Linked DNA regions of Oryctolagus cuniculus: region 1 is linked to region 2. The links are chromatin contacts, called in public Micro-C maps. All regions are on one chromosome and are shown on one strand. Each heading gives the region's core, a stretch centred on a gene start, on an enhancer-like site or on the middle of the called end of the contact. The rest is flanking DNA. Distances are from core to core; before and after follow the strand shown.

Evidence for each region. Hi-C and Micro-C count contacts between places; a contact is called where the count stands out from the background.
Region 1: a Micro-C map of ear pinna shows a contact between it and region 2, with 3 times the contacts expected there. The contact joins the enhancer-like site here to the promoter of TRIB2 in region 2. A contact is called at or near these places in 2 of 6 Hi-C or Micro-C datasets (ear pinna and psoas muscle).

Annotation. Positions count from the first base shown.
Region 1 is chr2:190,282,583-190,286,679 of mOryCun1.1, forward strand. No RefSeq gene overlaps it. Among named protein-coding and RNA genes, the nearest start is that of TRIB2, 250 kb to the left of the region's middle. Within about 2 kb of position 2,174, at least 2 of the 8 cell types and tissues checked have an H3K27ac peak or open chromatin away from gene starts, as enhancers often do. A contact at or near this core is called in ear pinna, where this site is marked.
Region 2 is chr2:190,032,133-190,036,365 of mOryCun1.1, forward strand. TRIB2 (tribbles pseudokinase 2) reads right to left here and starts at 2,249. Exons shown (of 3, transcript XM_002710045.5): 1 at 1,220-2,249. The coding sequence starts at 1,489.

The sequences.
Region 1 (4,097 bases), core at 924-3,423, 250 kb after region 2:
GACACAGCAAAGAAGTAAAGACACAGGAAGTCTTGCATGGAGTTGCTCTTTGGGACTATGTGTGTGCACTTCCCGTGCCAAAGGTACTAGAGAGGTTAGCCAGATATTTTCTGGCAAAGGAATGAGCTTGTGCCTGAGCCATGCACTTTAGTTCTCAGTGTCTTCCTTTTATATCCATAAAAGGTATCCACTCTACCCAGACAGCCAATGTCAAATTGACACAAAACACTGAATCTTTCATCTGATTGAAAACCCTCCTGTCTTGTATTTAAATAAATATAATATATATATATATATATATGAAAGAGGCACAGAGAGAAGGATAGACATAGGGAGGGGGAGGGAGGGAGGGAGGGAGAGAGAGAGAGAGAGAGAGAGAGAGAGAGAGAGAGAATCTTCCGTTTGTTACTTCACTCCCCAAATGGCTACAACGACTGGGGTTGTACCCGGTCAAAGCCAGCAGCCAGGAACTTCTTTCGGATCTCCCTCATGGGTCCAGGGACCCAAGCACTTGGGCCATTCTCTGTTGTTTTCCCAGGCACATTAGCAGGGAGCTGGATCAGAAGTGGGCAGCTGGGATTCAAACTGGTGCCCATACTGGATGCCAGTGCTGCAGGCCATAGCTTAATCCACTGTGCCACAGTGCTGGCCCCACCCTTCTTGTATTAAGAATGTAATTACTGGGGCTGGTGCTGTGGCATAGTGGATTAAGCTGCTGCCTACAGTACCAGCATCCCGTATGGGCGCCAGTTCTCTTTCTGCATCTCTCCCTCTCCCTCAGTAACTCTGCCTTTCAAGTAAAATAAGTAAATCTCTTAAATTTTTTTAAAAGAATGTAATTGCACACCATGTAAATCTCTCACATTCTCACCAGATTTTACACACTTTTATGTCATTTACACCATTGTGTCTCAATGAGCCTCTCTATCTAGTCCTAGTCCCTTTACTGCATGCCCTTCCCTCAAGAACACATATCCATGGAGCGCTGGCCCCGTTTTATAGATGGAGGAAGTGGAAGCCTATGTGGGTAAATGACATCTCAAAGCAACAGAAGCACTGAGTAGAGAAGCCACTTTGCAAATAGACTGTGGACTGGTTGGTTTGCACTGAGGGGCTCAGCTCAAATCTCTGAAATTTGTGCCTTGCTCACGGTAAGTAACTAGATGAAGCCCTGCTCTTCTGGAATGATGCCTGGCATCTCTGAGTTTGGAAGAATTTCTCCTTTTCCCTCCCAATCAGTACCTCCCACCCTCCCCCAGTGCCACCAACTCTTGGTGTACAAGGCATCTGCCTTTAGCAGGATTCTCTGAGCTCCCTGTAGGGCAGTGCCCAAGTCTCACTTGGCCCTCAATCTGTAGCCCCATCCCAGGGTAGGAGGAAGGTCCTGGAGAGGAGTGGTGTGTAATGGATGAGTGTGACTAGGGTGAGCCACTTGAGATGGAAGGGGACTGATGTGTACTGATCCCCAGGGAATGCCAGGCTGTGGCCTGAGCCCTGTTATCATTCCCCTCTCCAACACTGCAGAAATCAGACCGAGGGAGAATAGGCCATTTGCCCAAGGCCATCTAACCAGCTAATGTCAGAAGCAGAATTTGAACCTGAACTGGCAATTAATTCCATAATGGATGTTCTTTGTGCTAACAGAAAACTCTGGGTGAATTGCAGCATTAGAAGGAATTTAGATTCTGAAAGGCCAAAGACTAATCCTATTTGTATTCACCACATGAGTAAAATGTACCAAATGCCTGACAAGAAACAGGATGGGGCATGGTGTAAGTGTATTTTATATGTGCAAGGAACATCGGGATCTATTTTCATTGGCTTTCTACATGCTTTTTTTTTTTTCAAAGTGAGAACAACCAAATATTTTCCATGTGAGTATATTGAGGATGTCTCAATCACAAAGGTGCCCAGAGCTCAGACTTACTTAACTTGCAGTTTAGGTATCCACCCTCCATTGCAAAACCTTCAAATGGGATATGATGCAATTTTTTTAAACAGACTTGTGCAAAACAAGTATTGAGTAACTCAAATCTCTCCTTATCCTTCTATGTGCTTAGCAACCTTGCAGGTCTGTTGGACAGAAAAAATTTGCCCTTGGACAGCAGTTCAGCAAGACATTGAAAGGCCGGGGACAGCATGAAGTTTTGGAGTGTTGCAATCAGTCAGCCAGGCTGTGATTAACTGAGGAGGAAGTGCCTGGCTCCCATATGCTCCTCCCCTCTCAGGGCTCAGGCACTGGGGACAGAGAGGGAAACCAAACCCATTTGACACACCCCAGTGTTTACTTTGTGGGCTGCAGGGCCTACAGCAGGAGTTGGAAAACTTTCTAATATATTTCTCTGTTGAAAAAAATGATGCAACATTCCAGAAAGTTTGGAAAAATGAAAAGCAAATCATGCATCATTTCATCAGCCCAACAAAAGTGTTTTTGTCTCACCCATATTTTACGCGCTGGAATTGGACCCTGGATGCAGCAGCTGCTGAGCCCTGTTGTGCTGGATACCGGGCCTGTGATTTTTATTTATAATCAAGTGTATTTCTGACAAAAGTCCTTCAAGGACAGTGAAGAGATTTCTCCCATTCTTCAGTCTGAGAAAATTCAGTACCTCTGTAAATTTCCCTGGGCATGTTATGAATCTGGGACTCAAATCCTGTTCTGCGAGACCACAAAGCCAATGTTTTCTTCTTCATCATTGTCAGTCCATTTTGTACCATTCTCACTGAACTGTACCTGTAAGCACGTTATTTTACTACACTCACCTAATGTATTTCAATACAGAAAGGCACATCAAAAAGTTCATGAAAATGTATATGATAAATGGATTTCAAAAATGTTTTATACCTAAATAAATTTAACTTTTAATTCTCTATTTTCAAGAACTTTTTTGGAGAACCCTTGGATGTCATCTAAATAGCAACAGTGGTAATCACCATTTACTCTCTAGAATGTTAATTTCTGCAGCAGGTATAAATCTCCGCCTACAAAATCCAAGATTGTGGGAAATGCAACTTTATATTCTATAAACAGACAATATCCTTTTCAAGTCTCCATTTCGCTAAGTAGTAAGAATGTAACCTCATCCACCAGGGACTTACACCCATGAAGCCCTGGGAGATCCTGTAGGGCAGTGTGTGATCCCCCCTCTTGACTGTGCCTGGCAATGTTGGGGGAGAAGCCGTGGGAAACTCAGGCACTTGCCCTCTGTCCACTTTACAGCCCCCAGGACACCCTGATACCCTTGCAGCTCTAGCACTCTGTCCTGAGTCCACTCTGCTCCCCCTTCCCCCAGGTGCAAAGCCCACCCCAGATTGGTCTGCTTCAGTGCCCCACACCTCTCTTCAGAGCAAGGTGATCCGAGTAGCACAGCTGTGGGGGCTGGCTCTCCACGTCTTCACGGCTCATGCTCTCCATAACCTTGCTACCTCCTCAACGGGGATTCTGTGTACAATGGATCTGCTGCATCTCCAAACGTGACTGTCAGGTGAGCTTGCACGGTGCTGACTGGGATGAGTCAAGGCGAGAGAGGACGCCCGAGTGGCACTTGGAAGTGAAGCTATCTTACCGGTCAGCAGTGAGTGGATGCATTTGTATTGTTATTCAGGGTTCATGTACGACCTGTTGAAGGAATTAGCTCTGGCAATTATAAAGAGTCCACAGTCTGATGGGGGAAGATGTCAGGCTAGCACCAGGAAGGACCCAACTGCAGTGCGAGTCCAGAGGCTGCCTGATGCAGGATTCCTTCTTGCTGGAGGAAGGGGGGGGGGGGTCAACCTTCTGTTCTATTCAGGCCTTCGGCTGATTGGATGAGGCCTCCTCACTTTATAGAGGGCATCTCCTCTACTCAAATTTCACTGCTTTAAATCTAAATCTCATCGAAAAATACCATCACAGAAATCTGCAGAACGATGTTTGAAAACATATTTAGACTCTGTGACCCAAACAAGTTGACACATAAGATTAACCCTCACCATAGACCTTGCACAATACTACAAATACAAACAGCTAAAACAGGCTTTTTCTCCAAGCTTCTCTGCTGATTATTCCAATAGAAGTCCTCAATGCCTAGTGGTCCTGAGAGTGCATTTTCTAAATT
Region 2 (4,233 bases), core at 999-3,498:
TAAGGTCTGAGTCGGACAATCACAAAACCGACCGGAGAGCTACACCAAACCCAATTTTTGCAATGAAATACTCCAGTCCAGTATGAAATAAGACAAGTTCACAAAGCAGTCTGTGGCTCATGGTAAGAGTGTGATGCATTATTTGTAGTACAGCTGTGCACTGAGCCTGTTTCAAAGACAGCAGGAGTCCTGGCTCCCCACCCCCGACCCCCACTCTCCCCCCCAGGAAAAACAACAGAGAGCAAATCTAAAATTAAATGACAATGGATTCTTGATCTATGTCCAATTCTGGGTAGCAATGCGCTCTACTGTACTTCCCCTCTTCAGCCTCTTGTCTGGTGCCCGGTGGGTGCACACAAAGACACAGACACACACAAGCCAGGCATCCTGCAGGGTCAAAAACAAAAAGGCAGCTAAATTGTCCCCGGGGTGGTTCTACCTGCCAATCCCTGGGGCTCCAAGGGCTAAGCTCTAAGCTGACGGGGCAAGGTGTGTGTTGATGGTGGGACGTGTAGGCAAGGAAGTCTAGACAAGAAAAGAAACAGACGGGAGAGAGGGACCCCAACAATCCGCTCTTCACCGAAGGTGCGCCCGCGGCTTTGATTTCCACCCAATCTCCCATCAAGGCTACAAGGTCTTTGTAAACTGCCTCCCCGCGCCAGGCCCCTGGGCACAGCCCGAGGGGACACCTTTGTGTGTCTCCGAAAAAGGGCACCTTCGGAACAAAGGTTTAACACCTGCACGCTGCGAAGAACAATGGCTGCGAGAGGGACCGAGTCACTAGGGTCTTAAAATTAGAGGGGGATTCCCAGATCCACGCAGGAACGAGAGGGGAGAGCCACTGGGAACCTCCCAGCCCCCCGCGCCCCAGTCGCTGGGCAGCGGGTCCCGGCCTGGCGCCAGGGAGCTCCGGGAGCCTCGGGAGCACGCGTGTCCGGGGGCCCCCGCGCAGTCCCGCGCCCTCCCCGCCGCGGGCTCTCCCCAAAACGCCCCCGCGGCAGCCCGCCCCATTGTCTGAACCTTTCTAAAAACTTCGCAACTAGTCCGACAGCAGCAAATAAAGGAACAAGCCCGCGGATCCAGGCCACGGACAGGGACCCGGTGGATCTCCCTCCCCCAGACTCAGGGCTCGGCGACCTCCCCACCCGCGCCGGCCCCTGTCCAAGGGCCCAGGGAATTTTTTTTTTTAACCCAAACACCAACACCCCCGGCTCCTTACCTTGCACACCAGCTCCTCTCCGCTGTGCAGATGCACCGCACGGAAAACGTGGTCTCCCTCCAGAGGTTCCAACAATAAGTATTTCCCGATGCAAGAAACGCAATGCGACAAGTTCGGAGTCTCGGGCGGGCTCGGGGAGCCGAGGTTCGGGCTGAAACTCTGGCTGGGCTCGGCGGACCTTATAGACGACAACTCTTCGAAATCCTGGGTTTTGTTCCGCGATCTCCCATATCTCGCTATTGTGATGGGGGTAGACCTGTGTATGTTCATGAGTGTGGGGATCGCGCACGACAGACAAAAAGACCCGCTGGCGGCACGAGTGCGGCTGCAGGCGCCTCGGTGCCCCGGGTTTCGGCGGGTAGCGAGGCGCGGGGCTGCGTGGAGAAGGAGTCAGGAGCCCCTGGATGGGCGCCGCCGGGTACCTGGTCTCCTGCGAACCCGGCTCCCGGGGGCACTCGCTCCGCAGGCAGCCCGGGTCCTTTTGTTACCCCGAAGCCGGCAGCGACGCGCAGAATCGCCGCACTTGGAGTTGCTCGCTCGCTCTTTCCCCCGGCGCGGGTCTGGAGGAGCCGCGGGGCCGCGCAGACGGGGGCTGCAGAGCCGGGTTTCCCGAAGCGGTGCCCAGGCAGCCTTGGGAATCGCACGCGGGGCGGAGGAGCCCGGCTGTGTGTGGTTCGTGCAGTCCTCCGGGAGCGCACGGCGGCGGCGCAGGCTCCACGCGTTGCAAACCAAACAAAAAGCAAAAGGAAATCGGCACGGGTCTGCCGGCTCGCGACGCACGGCAGCCAGGATCCGCGCTGCACCCCCTTTTTTGGTGGAAAGGGTGGGGGGCGTGGAAGGGAGGGGGGTGCCGGCGAGGGCAGTTACCTACGTTTCAACTGTAGATGGCGTCTGAGGCTGTTCCAAGATCGCCAGAGCGCTCCAAAAAATTACACACACACACAAAAGAAAAATAGCAAGGGAGCATGTAAGTTGGAGCGGTCCGCAGCGCTGCCAAAAAAAAAAAAAAAAAAAAAAAAAAAAAAAAAAATGGCAAGAGCCGGGCAGAGTCGCGGCGCGGGCCGGGCGCAGGTTCCGCGACACCGCCCGGGCTGGCCCGCCGCGCCGAGCTCAGCACAGGCGCATGCTGCAGCCGCGCGCCCGCGCTCCGGGTCTTCCTGCGAGCCGAGCCGGGAGAGCGCGCAGGGGCCAGGACGGAGCGGCGGGCTCCGGTTTCCCCGGCGCGGGCTTCCGGGATCGTGCGGGCACCGGGAGAGGATGCGCCCCCCTGGCTCGGCCCACCCGCGGCGGCGTCGCCTTCCCGCCGGAGAGCCGCGGCTCGCCTCGGAACAACTGGCAACCGCTCCGTCTCCCCCTGCGCCGGACCCTCAGCGCCCCGCGCGGTTTGTTTTGGAGAAAATTGACGCTTTTCCGCCTTCTTCCTTAATTCTTCCCTGGCCCCGCAGCGGTAGGCGAGGGCAGTGTATTTAAGGATGAAAGGGGATGGCCGACGGCGCCGAGGCCAGCCCCCGCTCGGCACGCCAGCACCTCCCGGCCAGGCGGTATTAATAGTTACTTACGCGGCCGGGGATCTCGGCGCGAGCGCGGCTGCCTGTGCGCGCGCGCGCGCCCCGCTCGCGCCCGGTCTCCCCATTCAATGTCACCGACACACTCGCCCCGGCCCCGCCCCGCCCCTGCCGGCTCCCCCCGCCCCTCATTGAGCCGGGTGCCCATCCGTCAGCCTCGCCGCTGCTGCCCCTGCGGCTCCCGGCCCGGGCCGCCGGCGCTGGGGCTCGGGGCGGTAAACAAAGTGCTATATCCGCCCCCCGGCCCCGGGCGCCGTGGCCAGCGCCGTCCGGGCAGCGCGCCCCGTGCCGGCTACGTGCCCCGCTGCAGGCGGGCCGCGCCTCCCCACCGGTTCGCCCGGCGCAGCTCGGACCGCGCCAAGGCTCTGCCTTTGAACCGAGCGCCTGCATCCTCCTGGCGCTTTCCCGCGGAAAGCCGGGCGGACTCGGAGCCTCTGGCCCACTCTGCTCGGATGCGCTGAGCGAGGAGCGCCTCTGTTTTCCCAGAAGGTGCCCGGAACAGTACCACTGCCTGGAGCTCCACGAATTCGTTTCATTCTATCTCCAGCATCCCTCTCCCCGTTTAAAAAGAAATCGTGTGCTTGCTTTCCTTTGGTGCCACTACCTCCTCCCCTTCCCCAGCCTGAGTATTTAATTTTCTTAAGAAGACATTTAACGCAGACCACATTGAATCTTTTATACTCCCCCCTGCTTTCAGGGCATTGCCCATCGTGCCGAGAAGGCCCAGGGTGACAATCCTTGGCACCAGCGCTGCGGGCGCCCAGCTGCAGGCCGCAGGGCTTCTCTCTTATCCCCTAGCACATGGACCACGGATGCACTCAAAGCTGAAGGTGATGTGAAGGCAGCCGTTTCACCGCCGAATTATTAACTCCAGTCCGCTTGGCTGGGACGCGGGAGCAAAGAATCTTGAACCCACTCAGAGCCTTGGAAATCTAGAACCTTTTCCAAATGGATCTTGGTAATGAGAAGCCATCCAGCCCGGAGCACACTGGGAGGGGCTGGTAAAGGGGCATTGAGATGATTCTGGGCGCCCTCCCGTCTTGTACGTGGTTAGTAAAGAACCTACAACTTACTGCCCACAGTGGGATAATTTGAGTGAAAAAAGAGGCGTTTATGGGGATGCCCACCTGGGACCAGGGAGTTGCTCCAATGATGAGGAGTCCCTGGAGTCGGCCCCACATGAGCCAGGACCCTAAGTCTGCAACTGCCTCCCAGCGGTTCCTGGGAAGGAAGGGAAACAAGTGGGCCCTGTGGCTTGGCATGCCTTGCCATGCTGCCCATGACTTCATCCCTGATCCTGGGCGGATAGATCAGGACAGCCTAAGGGGTCTTCCAGTCCAGCGTCCCCCCACGAAGACATGGGCCCGTGTCAAGAGCAGCTCCAAGGCCACCTCTGCTGGTGGGTGGGGAAGAAGGTGTGTGGCCGTCTCTGGTCAGGGGCTGCCAGAG